3 separate regions of the Mus musculus genome follow, and all the other regions are linked to region 3. Evidence: chromatin contacts called from public promoter capture Hi-C data. All regions are on one chromosome and are shown on one strand. The core of a region is the stretch at or near the end of the contact, and the rest is flanking DNA. Distances in the headings are between cores, read along the strand shown. Region 1 holds the start of Olfr649 (olfactory receptor 649). Region 2 has its middle 7.4 kb from the start of Hbb-y. Region 3 holds the start of Trim21 (tripartite motif-containing 21).

Evidence for each region. Promoter capture Hi-C pulls out the DNA fragments that hold promoters and counts their contacts.
Region 1: a contact with region 3 is called in a promoter capture Hi-C map of liver, with 3 times the contacts expected there. The contact joins the promoter of Olfr649 here to the promoter of Trim21 in region 3. A contact is called at or near these places in 9 of 39 promoter capture datasets (the 3T3-L1 cell line, the HPC-7 cell line, HPC-7-derived erythroid cells and 5 more) and 1 of 115 datasets of contacts at active chromatin or transcription factors (large pre-B cells).
Region 2: a promoter capture Hi-C map of embryonic stem cells shows a contact between it and region 3, with 8 times the contacts expected there. The contact joins the enhancer-like site here to the promoter of Trim21 in region 3. A contact is called at or near these places in 13 of 39 promoter capture datasets (the 3T3-L1 cell line, the HPC-7 cell line, HPC-7-derived erythroid cells and 10 more) and 2 of 115 datasets of contacts at active chromatin or transcription factors (embryonic stem cells and large pre-B cells).

The regions. Positions count from the first base shown.
Region 1 is chr7:104,188,497-104,192,932 of GRCm38.p6, forward strand. It overlaps Olfr649 (olfactory receptor 649), which reads right to left and starts at 1,709. Exons shown (of 1, transcript NM_147055.1): 1 at 771-1,709. The coding sequence starts at 1,709. The coding sequence ends at 771.
Region 2 is chr7:103,858,350-103,862,768 of GRCm38.p6, forward strand. No RefSeq gene overlaps it. Among named protein-coding and RNA genes, the nearest start is that of Hbb-y, 7.4 kb to the left of the region's middle. RefSeq lists enhancers at 1-1,769, 2,315-3,461, 2,341-3,487, 2,551-2,885. Within about 2 kb of position 2,787, at least 88 of the 459 cell types and tissues checked have an H3K27ac peak or open chromatin away from gene starts, as enhancers often do. A contact at or near this core is called in the HPC-7 cell line, the SN4741 cell line, embryonic stem cells and 2 more, where this site is marked.
Region 3 is chr7:102,563,909-102,568,262 of GRCm38.p6, forward strand. Trim21 (tripartite motif-containing 21) reads right to left here and starts at 1,574. Exons shown (of 8, transcript NM_009277.4): 1 at 1,481-1,574; 2 at 364-432; 3 at 1-217. The coding sequence starts at 181.

The sequences.
Region 1 (4,436 bases), core at 459-2,958, 1.6 Mb after region 3:
TCACAACTATCTATAATAGGATCTGATTCCCTCTTCTGATGTGTCTGAAGAGAGCAGCAGTGTACTCACGTGCATTTAAATAAATAAATAAATCTTTAAAAACAAACAAACAAACTCTAGAAACTTGTGACATCATGATGTCTCAGCAAGTAAAGGTCATTGTCCCCAAGGTAGAAAACCTACCTTTGATCCTCAGAACCTACATAGTGGAAATAGAGGACTACCTTCCCTACAAGTTGTCCTCTGGCCTCCACATGAAAACTGTGTCATGCACGTGTCCGTATTGATATACACACACACACACATATACATGTATGCACACACAAATGAACAAATTTAATTTTCTTAATATAGAAATCTATAGGATCAGCAGTAAATTTTCTACCTTACTATGATGCATAAATACAGAATTAAGGTGTGTGTAAAAAAATAACTGATTTGTCACAAATATTTTAAGTGAAAACAGAACAGCAACTTCCATTGTTATCAATGAGTCTTTATTACCTTAGCACAGCCAAAAAGAATTGAAAGATTCTCCTTAAGATAAGTTGTTTATTTTCAGAAGCGAGATAAATACCTTTATCTTCTAAACTCTGAGCTTCTTTTCCTAAAACTAAAATGGTTGAGGAGGCTTCTGCATAAAATAACTAAGAAAGCAAAACCCCAATAGCTCCATGTGTCGTCTCCTGGAGGTCAGTGGTTGCTGGTTCAGCCTTTTACCTACTATACTTTATGAAATGGCCCAAGATCCAAGACTTCAGTCACTGAGATCATTTGGGGAAGAGCAGAAGAATGGCTTTGTCCCGGATCTGCTTGGTCTTCACTCCATAGACAATAGGGTTGAGTGCAGGTGGGATGATTACATACAGGTTGGCAAACATAATATGAAAAGTGCGGGGGACATTTCGCCCAAAGCGATGAGCAAGGATGGAGAAGAAGGCTGGTATATAGAACATGAGGATGACACAGACATGGGAACCGCAGGTGCTCAGGGCCTTCTGGCGTGCATCTCGGGAGGGAAGGCGAAAAACAGCACATAAAATGAGAGTGTAGGAGATGGCTATGAGGATCACATCTATAATCACTGTCATGATGGGGACACAAAACCCATACCAGATGTTGATGGAGATATCTGCACATGCCAGCCGGGCAACACCAATGTGTTCACAGTAGGTATGGGCAATGATGTGTGTCCTGCAGAAGGGTAGGCGATTCACAAGGAAAACACATGGCACAAAAACACAGAAACTTCGGAAAGAGATTCCCACAGCAATTTTGACAATGGTTTTGGGTGTGAGAATAGTGGTATACCTCAAGGGTGAACAGATGGCCACATAGCGGTCAAATGCCATGGCCAATAAGATAGCTGAGTCCAAGACAAAGCTGTAGTGTAAAAAGAATAACTGAGTCAGACATCCAGGAAAACTGATTTCCTGAGGACCAAACCAAAAGATGCTAAGGGTCTTGGGGACACAGGTGGTAGACAATATGAGGTCAGTCATGGCCAACATGGAAAGGAAGAAGAACATGGGGGAATGAAGACTGTGTTCCACTGCAATAAGGTAGAGAAGGATGCTGTTGCCCAGGATGGCCACGAGATAGATAAAGCAGAAAGGGATACTGATCCAGACATGGTACTGCTCAAGTCCAGGGATGCCCGAGAGAGTGAAGGGGCCAGTGTTGTAGCTACTCACGTTGTGCATAACCATTGAGATCTGAAGAATAATTAGTTCTTCTGTCCTAAAATCAAGCGTGTATGGTGAGCATGAGCAATTGTGCACTCACTCTTTCTCCACAAACTCTTTGGGAGCAGTTCTGTTTTCTATATTTGAAAAAGAAAATCCGATTACCATTAAGAGCAATACTCATGGGCAGGAGAGATGGCTCAGTGGTTAAGAGCACTGGCCTCTCTTCCAGGGGACTTATGTTCGATTTCTGACACTTATTTTGTGGATATGGTGGCTCACAGTCACCTGCTAAATCCAGTCCCACATCCTGATCTAAGCAGGCAACAGGCACACACATAATAAATACACATATATACATTCAGGCAAAACACTCACATACAAAGTAAATAAATAAACAAACAAATTCCCCTCCACCCCAAAGAGAGTCATGGTCATGACTTTAACAAAGAGCTATCAGACCCCTGGTGTTAATTCCCACATTTCAATAGAAACCAAATCAAGAGAAATAACTTGTCCAGTTTATAAAATGCTAATCCTATTTAAATGACCATGTTTTCCCTGAGTCTATATAATTCATCACTGCATGGATATGTATAGGGAAAAGTATTCTAACTGCCTTCAGGAATAGGATTACACTAAAGAGAATGTCCCACTATCGGGAACATGAAGTAATTTAACAATTTTGGATGCCTACTTTACTCCAACATGTCTAATGTGTTATCTCATTTAGAAACCCTTCGTTAAAAATGAATTTTGTCTCCAGATGGTGGTGGCGCATTCCGTTGACCCCAGCACTCTGAAGGCGAAGGCAGGCAGATAATCTGTAATTTTGAGGCCAGTCTGGTCTACAGAGTTCCAGGACAGCCAAGGATACACAGTTATACCTTGTTTGGGGGAGGTGGGGGGAAGGATTTGTTTCTTTTTCTTTTGTTTTGTTTTGAGAAACTCAAGTCATCCCTCTGGCCAAGGAGCCAAATCACTAGATTCCATGACCAGTATTCTTTCATGGGGTCACCCTTTACCTGGTGGTACATGCAGATCTTGTGAAATGGCAAGGATTCACAAGAGATTTTAAGATGTAAAAGGAACAGTCCTAAGCGGAACCCAGATCTGTCAAAACACCAACCCACCCCAGTTTCGGTCACTGTCCTCCTTGGAACCTGCAGAAACAAGCTCTCTGAGACAGGACTGCCTGATGCCGCCTCGTGAAGTAGATATGAAGCTGAGCCTCCAATCTACCTTAAGGATGAAGGAGAAAACGCTTAAGAGTTGGAGAAGACTGAGTCTTTGTATTTTCTAAATATAATGCTGGAAGGACCTCTAGTGGGTGAACACAGAATTTTTTTATTCTAAATGCTGAGTTGAAGCAATACCCGCCCCGCCCCCCCAATACTCAGATTTGTTTTGAGAATTTTCAGCATTCGACAATTGAAAAATCTTAGCATGAAACCACTTTTGTAACTTTCCTAAACGTCATCTAAGAAGATTGGGGCCTGGCTTGGATGGTATAGTGCCTGCTTTGCCTATAGAAAGAAGATTTATCACCCTCCCCCCACGTCCTGGTGCCACCACATGCCTGTAATCCCAGCACTAGGGAAGATCAGAAGTTAAATTCATCCCGAGCTAAATAGCAAATTTGAGGCCAGTCTGGGATATATGAGGCCCTCTCTTTAAGAAACAAACAAAACCTACAAGACACATCATAATATTATCCATATTTTGCAGATGTAGAAACTAACCCAGAGAGCAACACACTCTCTTCCAAAGACTACACAATAATTGAACAATAAGTCTCATAGTCGAAATCAAACACCAAGCCTTTTCCAAAACCTCTATGTTCACAAGCAAAATTCACTACACAGCCGGTAATTTTATGGAAAACAGAAAATACGTATTATCAGAATAGCAATAGGCAGAGGATTGCATAGTGTAAAGAACACATAGCAAACTAAAAAATGCAAAACCTGCCAACAGTATAATAAACATACCACTAACGACTACAACATTGTCTGAACAAATTTTCAATTTTAAAATCTGCACACTCAGTAAAGGTTTTCCAAATAAAATCCAATTATATGTTGCTGACATGTGAAACACACAAAATAATGGAGAACAGATAAAATAAAAGGATAAATAGGCATATTTTGGATAAATTTAAATATGATAAAATAAAGCTTAGCAAAATGGAAATCAGAGAAAGCACTTTTGAGGTCAGTGAGAAGTATTGGCAGGTAAAGGCCCTTGCCTTCAAGATCAGTAACTTAAGTTTGATGCCTGGGATCCAAAGAGTGGGAGGAGAAACTGACTCCTGCAAACTACACACACACACACACACACACACACACACACACACACACACACAATAGAGCAACTTAAAAATATCTTAAGGAAATTAGTATGTAACCATTACACAGAGAAAAGGGGCCTGTAAACCATTGAAGGGAACACTCCTTAATGAAAATGTAAGTCATATCACTTACAGGCATTTCCTAGAATTTAATTGTGGTTACTGTGTGTAGGCAGACCACTGCACCCAAGTGGAGGTCAGAAGGCAACTTTATGGAGTTTGTTCTCTCCTTCTATGGGTTTCAGGGATCCAACTCAGGTCACAGGCTTGTTAAGCAAGCATCTTTGCCTATCAGCCACCTAACCAACCTTTGTGAATCTTCCTTTGTCATGTAATTATTTGAACTAACTGTCCCCAGTGATGTACCATCCATGCAGCCACGTTTCCTGTTTCATTATTAT
Region 2 (4,419 bases), core at 1,537-4,036, 1.3 Mb after region 3:
ACATTTTTTCAGGTGCTTCTCTGCTATTCCTCAGGTGAGAATTCTTTGTTCAGTTCTGAGCCCCATTTTTAATGGGGTTATTTGATTTTCTGGAGTCCACCTTCTTGCGTTCTTTATATATATTGGACATTAGTCCCCTATCTGATTTAGGGTAGGTAAAGATCCTTTCCCAATCTGCTGGTGGTCTTTTTGTCTTATTGACGGTATCTTTTGCCTGAATTTGGCAATTTTTGATTTGGTAATATTTGAAATTTATAAAAAAAAAAAGTAAAAATGCTATATTTTAGCTAGGCATACCTCTTCAGCATTTAGTGTCCTAGGTGGAAGTTATAACTTAGGGAATTTCCTGAACTGTAAACTCACATCTCTGTGGGAAAAGATATGAGGATTGGCCAAGTAAGAAGAGATTAAATAATAACTACCCTGACAATGGCCAGACTCCATCCTTTAGCAAGGTCATTCCCAGTGACATTGTGAGAAACTGAGACCCTGTGCTCTTTGTCCCTGAAGTTGGTAATATTTAGTGATTGTTCTTGCCCCAAAATTCATAACACGAAAAAGCCATTCTGAAAGTAAGTCATCTGAGCCTCTAGTTCAGTGAGTCTAAGGCATCTATAAACGGAAGAAGCTTTCCTTTTTCAGGATCCTAGACCAAGGTGCCAAGAGACCAATTCTCAATAATCCTGCCTCACTCAAGCCTTTGTTACAATTTCTGACTGGACCAATTTTCTTCCTCCATGTTCTTCTTTTTTCTTCTTTTCTTTCTTCTTTCTTTTATTCTTGTTTATCTGTCCAGGGGTGTAAGGCTTTCTTTTATTTTATTTAAATAAGTAGAAGTAGAAAGAACTGGTGTTTTTCTTCTTCTGGGACTTGGGGTAGTGTCAGCTGGGTGGGGTCACAGACTGTGGTGACAGATAAGAGCCAGAGCTGCACAGAGCTGAGTCAAGGTTGAGGCCTCCGTGAGATTGGGGGAAGCCAGTGTGTTTGGGCTCCTGCCTTCTTTGTCCCATCATTGCTCCTTCATGAGTAGATAAGAGGTATGTGTTATGGGAGAGTGTTTGAGGATCTGGCTTAGGAAAGCCTGATAAATACGTTTCATGTAATACATATAAAAGTGTACAGATATTGTAATAAATGTGAGGCTATTACCAAAATTTTCAAGTGTACCATGGCAATATAATTTATGAAGTCTACAGAGCCAAGGAAATAAATAAATCACATTCTCAAAATACAACTGAGATGCAATTTTTCAAAAAGGAAAACAAACAACCCAAAAGATCAAAGGAGGGGCTCAAAATATTATAAAGCAACTAAAAGGCTTCAGAGCAAGGGGTTTTTAACTGTTGAGTCTGATATGTAATTAAAAAGTTAGTAATTAAGGAACTGGCCTAATAGAAAACTGTAGAAAAGAACAGTTCCCTATTGGCTACCCTAGAGACATTTTGGACCTAACATGCTTTCTCCAGACCATGACTCTCCTTTCCCTAAAGGAAATGAATAAAAGTAATAACTGAGCTGTTGGCACAATGCTAGTCTCATAATCTATTCCTTTGCAGGATGCCTGCCATGATTGCGCACACTCATGCTCCCACTAATGCATGCTAATTTCTAAACTGGAGCATGTATTAGTATAAGAATTTTGAGGCTCAATAAGCAGTAAATTTGTGCTAACCTCTATCTATACCTGTGGTTATTATAATCATGACCTAAGAAATACCTTGGAAGTTCTACTAGATTGGAAATTAGAGAAATTAAAAATCATCTTTGGAACATTTCTACATATTAGAACTGTCAAAACAATATCAGGCAATATCTCTCATGGATGGTAACTAGTGGCTTAAAAGCCATGGCTTTTTGGCTGGAAGAAGTTTATTTTTTCTTTGAAGAGAGGAAACTCTGATGACAGAACAACCAGAGGAAACACATCTGTGCAGAGAAGGCCTTTGGTTCCAAAGCAGTGGCTGTAGAGTAACTAAGGAGGGCTAGGTGCTTCCTTTTCTTCCTCCAAATGCGCATTTGTACCCCAAAATATCACCTGTCTTTCTGGGGTAATTCCTACATCCCTGATGAGTACCTCTCATGTTCACAATGATGTGAGAATGGTAGAATTCACTTAACCAGAATTTACAATACTGATTCTAACCTAAACTAAGGTTCTGTGCTAGATTACAGGGTAAATGTGAACTTGCCAGGGAACTACCTAGTACAGATCCAATGACCCTAACTCTAACAACACAGGCTATTCCCCCTTCCTCTTCTACACCAGACTTTTCATAAGCTTACCCAGTTAAAGCAGGTCAGATAAGGAAACAGGGTACCAGTGAATGTCTGCAATGAATTCAAGCCCATTCCAAATAGCATTTCATTAACAATTGCATAGTTTATGAACAAAACTCTTGTGTGTGTGTGTGTGTGTGTGTGTGTACTAAAATGTGTGATTCTGTTGCTTCTAGGTATGAGTCTAAATAAACTTTACATTTATAAAAAATGATTTGTTATAACATCTAATAAAGATCATGAGAAGTAATTTTTAACTAGAAAATAAAATATTCTAGGTTATGTCACACAGCAAGGCAGGGTCCCCTTTTCATTGTAATGCTGGTGTAAGTAATGTTTTCTTCAGGTAGCAAACTTATTTTCTTTTCACCTTCCCTGTGGACTTCCTCCTAGAGACCCAGATAGCACTGATCAGTCACAGCTGAAAACATCTGGCCACACACCCTAAGCCTCAGCATGACTCAGCATGACTCAGCACTGCTGTGCTCAAGCTAGATGCTGGCTCACAAGGCTGAACACACCCACAGGGTGGGGAGTGGAGAACTGACTCCGCCTGGGCCCAGCTAACCTCCTCTGCCCTTGGACAGTGGTACTGCAATAATTGAGATCTAGAGAGAGAATATGAAGAAGTGGAAAACTAGAGTTTACTTAAATCATAGATGGAAGCTGGAAAAAATGCAGAGGCTCGTTAATGTGTAGGAAGCTTAACAGTCATTCAGGAAATGTTTGTGGAACATCGGTAATATGCTGATACTAACATCAACACTTGAGGAATAAGTGATACTAACACATGTGACCTGTCTGCCAGAAGACCTGGTCAAAATTAACAGTTAATCATAATTCAAGATTATTATATATTCTGAACTTTGTAGAGATTGTAAGGTTAGAAATCCATGTCTTTCTCAGTGAAGATGCCTTTTAGAAAGTAAGGGATGACATGTAATACAACGTACAGACCATAAACTGTATTTTTCTTATTGAGCCCTTTACTCTCTCTGTTCAGAGAAAGGTGTGGGAACTAGTCAAGATGCACTGACTCAGTTGATGTAGTATAGCCAGAAACCCCACTGAGCAGGAACAGGCAAGGCAGCTTCCTCATTTAGCACAGGCTGTTCTCCCTTTCTCTTCTACACAAGACTTTTCATAAGCTTACCCAGTTAAAGCAGGTCAGATAAGGAAACAGGGTACCAGTGAATGTCTGCAATGATTTCAAGGCAATTTCTAGTTAAACTAAGCCATCAATGGTCAGCGTTTTAGTTGGATATAGAGTGAAGGAGGTCACAACTTTAGTCTAAGACCTCACGAGGCAGGGACAGGCAGATCTCTGTGAGTACCAGTCAATCGTGATCTACATAGTATGTTCCATGATAGCATAGTTATATAGTAAAATCCTGACTCAAAATGAAGGAAGAAAAGAAAGAAGTAAGGAAAGGAGGAAGGAAAGAAAGAAGAAAAGAAAAAAGAAAGGAAAAGGGCAGGGACTGCTTATCCTAGAAATATTACCTACTTCCTCTGTAAGCTTGAGCAATTTGCTTGGCTTCTTCAAGTTGTAAAACACAGAATAATAATATAGCTTGTGTTTTAAGCAAGAGCCACAGGCAAGGGAAGAGGATAGGATTACAAAAACTTTAAAATTACCCTTGAACCCAAGTATGGTTCTAGGCCTTTCTATTTGTGTGGCCTTGAGGAATCTACTTCTCCCCTCAAAATTTCTATCTCACATTTTACAAAATGGAGAAAGTGAGGATTAGGGTTTGAATGCTGGATGTCTCTCCCAGGCTGTATTTGAATACTTAATCCACAGGTGGCTTTACAATTTCCACTATCATTTGAATTTCTAACTTAAGCAGATTCATAATATTGTAAAACAATATTGAGGTCTCCAAATACAACTTTTCAGGAGATACTTAAATATAACTCATTGTACAGGAAACTTCTCTATCCAGCATTCCTATTTAGCCATTTTCTTTTTGTTTTGTTTTTTAATTAGATATTTTTTTATTTACATTTCAAATGTTATCCCCTTTCCTAGTTTCCCCTCCTAAAATCCCCTATCCTCTCCCCCCTGCTCCCCAACCAGCCCACTCCTGTTTCCTGGCCCTAGCATTCCCCTATACTGGGACATAGAACCTTCACAGGACC
Region 3 (4,354 bases), core at 324-2,823:
GCCTGAGGTTTCGGAGCAGAAACTGTTGCCGGCACTCGGGACATGAACTGCCCCCATTCTTCCCAACTTCAAAAATGCATTCCTTGCAAAAGCAATGGCCACATTCGATACTCATAGGCTCCACCATGGGATCCAGGCAGATAGAACAGGTGACCTCCTCCCACATCTTTTCCAGAGACATTTTTGAGGTTGTAGAGGGTGATATCTGCCGTGGAATCTTGAGAGATGCAGAGGGGCGAAGAGATAAAAATGAGAGTTTGTAGGACAAAAGCAAAAGCAAGGCAAACCCCAAACTCCCCCAAATAATGCCAAGGTGGACAAGCGATGACACAGGAGGGAAAGGCAGAAGGCAAAAGCACCAACCTGAATGACAGGAGCCTCTCCTCCGGCCTCACCCACTGAGCAAGCCAGGCAGAAGGGGAAACCGAGTTTCTAGAAGAGACAGAGAAAACTGGTGGGGGTAACGCTGCTAACAGCTCCACCGTCACCACACCCATCCCTGCTTAACCCTCACTGTCTAGGCGTCTCCCATTTCCTTTCTGTCATCTTATGCCTCTACTGCCCAGAGACGTCAGTCATGGCAGTAACGACCATTTACCATATCACCACAGACCCTCCATATTCCAACCAGAGTTAGCTCATACTAGTCTTCATTAATCTTGGCAGAAACCACAGGGGTCAGGCATTAGGAGTCAAGGTTTATGCAGCTATACATCATAGTAGACATTTTGTCAAATATGACAGGCTGCACATATGGTGGTTGTGCAATAGGCAACACAATGCAGCCTAGGTGTGTCATTAGCGACCCCACTCAGGTTCATGTAAGATGTCATTCATTATCCGGAGTACATTGTCTAAGAGTATATGGCCCAGTTATAAGAGTTGCATGTGTGTATATGCATGTTTTTATATATGTATGTACACATATATTGATGTTTTTATATGCAAACTATACTTGTGCACAAATGCATCAATGTAGGCGTGCCCATATGTTCCCCTCTATAAATGTCTATGTACATAACATGCAGGTGTGCTCACCGGTGAACATTTTTGGGGAGCACTCCCTGGGCTCTTCTCTAAGCTGCTCCAAACCTAGTCTCAACTTCCTTTAGGGTGTGGAGTATCTTAAATCCACAGAAATTTCTACATGGATAGCACTCTCCTCAAGCAGGGATCTTCAAGGGGTAAGGGTTTCCCTGAGCTCCCCTCTGGCCTAGGTCACCACCCTGCTTCTCCTGCCCTTGCTAGGACTGTCGTCTCAGCTAGTCCAGGGCACTAGGAAAGTCACTTTCAGAGCCCAGCTTCCACAGGCCAGCATGGGCAGCTCTGCAGGGCTAGGACAAGACAACTCTGATGAAAAGAAGCAGCAGGTGGGTTCGCAAATTCCCGAGTGTGGGGTGCTGATGGGAAGAGGCTCCTTGAATCTGGTGTGGGGATAAAGAGCCCACCTAGGCCGGCCAGGGGTCCCAGTCTCACTCACCTAACCAGGGTCCTCAGCTTTAGTTATGTGCTCCCAGCTTCGCTTTTGCAAGCCTGCAGTCCAAATTTCACTTTCAGTTTCCTCTCAGAGGCAGGTCTAGCAGGAAGAGGGAGGAGCAAGGGGAGGAGTGAGGAGTTGAGTGGCAAGAGGAGGTTAGAGGCAGAGAAGGCGGAGGCTGGGCGGAGACTGGGCAGAGACAGGGCAGAGAGTGGGAGGAGAGAGGTCAGAGGTGCAAGAAACTGACTCCTGGCCACAGGCAGGGAAAAAACTCAGTACCTGTCCTCCTGGGTCTCTCTAAGGCCCCCTTGTCCCCTTTAACAGAATGTAATCTACAGGATATCGATCTTTGACACTGGTCTTTTCTTCTTACCTGGGAGCTTCTGAGAGAAGAGGTCTGAATGGGAGAGGGAGGAGTCACCATCTGTTTCCTACAGGGATGGATAGCTTCCCCCAAGACTGATCCCGCCACCGTCACTGTTTTTTATTAGTATATATTAATTGTACAGAGTACTTGAAGTATACCCATTTCCCACCACTCTGTTGTGTGATTTTGCTCTTTTCAAATAGTTTGGGGCTAGAAATTTATTCTTTATGATGTCAAGGTATGTGTTGTACCAGTGAAGGGAGTTAAGACTTATGGACAATTGATATTGTATTATAACTTGCGCTAAAAACAGCAGTGGAATTTTCCTCGCTATTTATTATATTTAGGAAACAAAACCATTCTGTGATTTGAAATTTCTAGTCCTGTTTAAGAGATCTCTCTTAGTGAAAGGCCGCCAGGCAACATCTACTGTCTAGATTGTGCTGTTGTACTGGGGCTTGGTTCCTGGAGCACAACAGTCCTAGAAAGCAGAATGAAAAAGAGTCAAGCATCCGAAAGGACGAAGACATCTATAAACATCAGAAAACGACTCTGCTTCTACCACGGAAGGTCTGCTGCTATTTCCTGCAGGCAAAGAACTTGGGTCCCAAAATAAGGCAGAGGGTAGAGTCAATGTCTATTTTGCTATTCACCACCAGAGGATGCTCTGTTTCAGTTTACACACTGGATAGAGAGATTAATGCACACCCTAGGGGTGTGCTGATATATACTCTATAATGTGCACACAGGACTACTAACATATTGTACTCAGAGCTGCCTCAGCTCCCACCTTGGTAATTGTTTGAAGACCCCACCTACTGAAGACCCAAACTCCCTTCACTCACAGATAGTACTTTGATATTTCAAACTTCCCTCTCCCTGACAAAATGACCCAAGTCTTTATTTGGGAAGAATTAATGCTATTGATATTATTGTCTAGCACATTATTAGTGTGTTGGTGAAGTGAGATGTTTATACTTTGGGTTTTAATCATATTCTCTACTAACTTGAGTGTGTATTGGCAACCCAAGTTGTCCCTGGTGATATGCAAGTACATTTTGTCCAGGACAGGAAAAGCTTCTTCTACTTATTTCTAATTTAGTGACTTAAGAAGCCCCCAAAAATATGGAAGCAGAAGGAGGACCAGTTGGAAACAAGAAAGGACCAACGGGTGTGGGAGAGGGACAAGAAAGGATGACGGGTGTGGTGGCGCACGCCTTTAATCCCAGCACTCCGGAGGCAGAGGCAGGCGGATTTCTGAGTTCGAGGCTAGCCTGGTCTACAAAGTGAGTTCCAGGACAGCCAGGGCTATACAGAGAAACCCTGTCTCGAAAAACCAAGAAAAACCAAACCAAACCAAAAAGGATGACGGAGGGCTGACCACTTGCTGGTTTTAACAATGTATCAGAATTATAGCCCTTTACTCTCATGGTTAAAGCCTTTGTTGATCCCTATAATAAAATATCACAGATCGAGTAATTCATTAAAAAAAACATACCTTTCTTTTTTATAGTTGTGGAGGATGGGAAGTAAGGCAGCAGCAGACTGGTCTTTCCAGACTTGCTCTTTTCCTCAAAGACAAGGCCTTCTCTTTGTATCCTTTCTTTTTCTTTCTTTCTTTTTTAAAAATAAGGATCCTAATCCATAGCTTCACTTCTTGTTACTGTCATATCATCATCACCATCGTCGTCATCATTATCTCGATCTATTAATTTCACTAAGACACAGACATAGATGAGATTTTCAATTTGGTGCCACACCTCCACTCTCAACAAGTCATGGCCCAGTTTTACTGACCACCTGTTCTGATGATGCACACTCAAGATGATGGTTTCCATAACCTCATTACTAGGAATTATATATAAAACAGTTACTGGTTACAGGTAATGCTTTGGAAAGAGCTTAATGGAGCAAAGTTAAAAATGGTGATGCTTGGTAGATACAATGTAGGAGAGAAAACAGATATGCTGGAATATTACTTATTTTGTTAGAAAAATTTGATTTATTTAACATAAATAATATTTAATGTAAATAATGTAAAAAATTCACCAGAAAACTGCTCAGATTTTTCTTAGAAACAGTAAAAAACAGGCTAAAAGCAATATAATATATGATGATATAGCATATTACATGATTTATTATATATGTTATTTATGGCAGCACTTCTACTTCCTCCAGGAGCCACCTACTTCCTCCTTTCACTTCCCACAGGAAGTGAAGGGAAACTCAAATCTTTTTAAAAAATTTCTTATTTTATGTTTATTACTGCTATTTAGTCACAGAAAAGATGAACACTTTACAAGAAATGTCCTTTATCATATGCCATATAGGTATAATTTTATGTGAAGAGGAACTATGAGAGAACAGGCTATCTTTACAAGGAAATAAAGAAACAGCAATAAAAGAATTCTTCCATATAAAGATTTTAAACCAAATTATTCATTTCAGAATACAAAACCTTCATTGTCGGAAGGAAAGAGAAAAACAGCAAAGAAAACAGTAAGACAGAA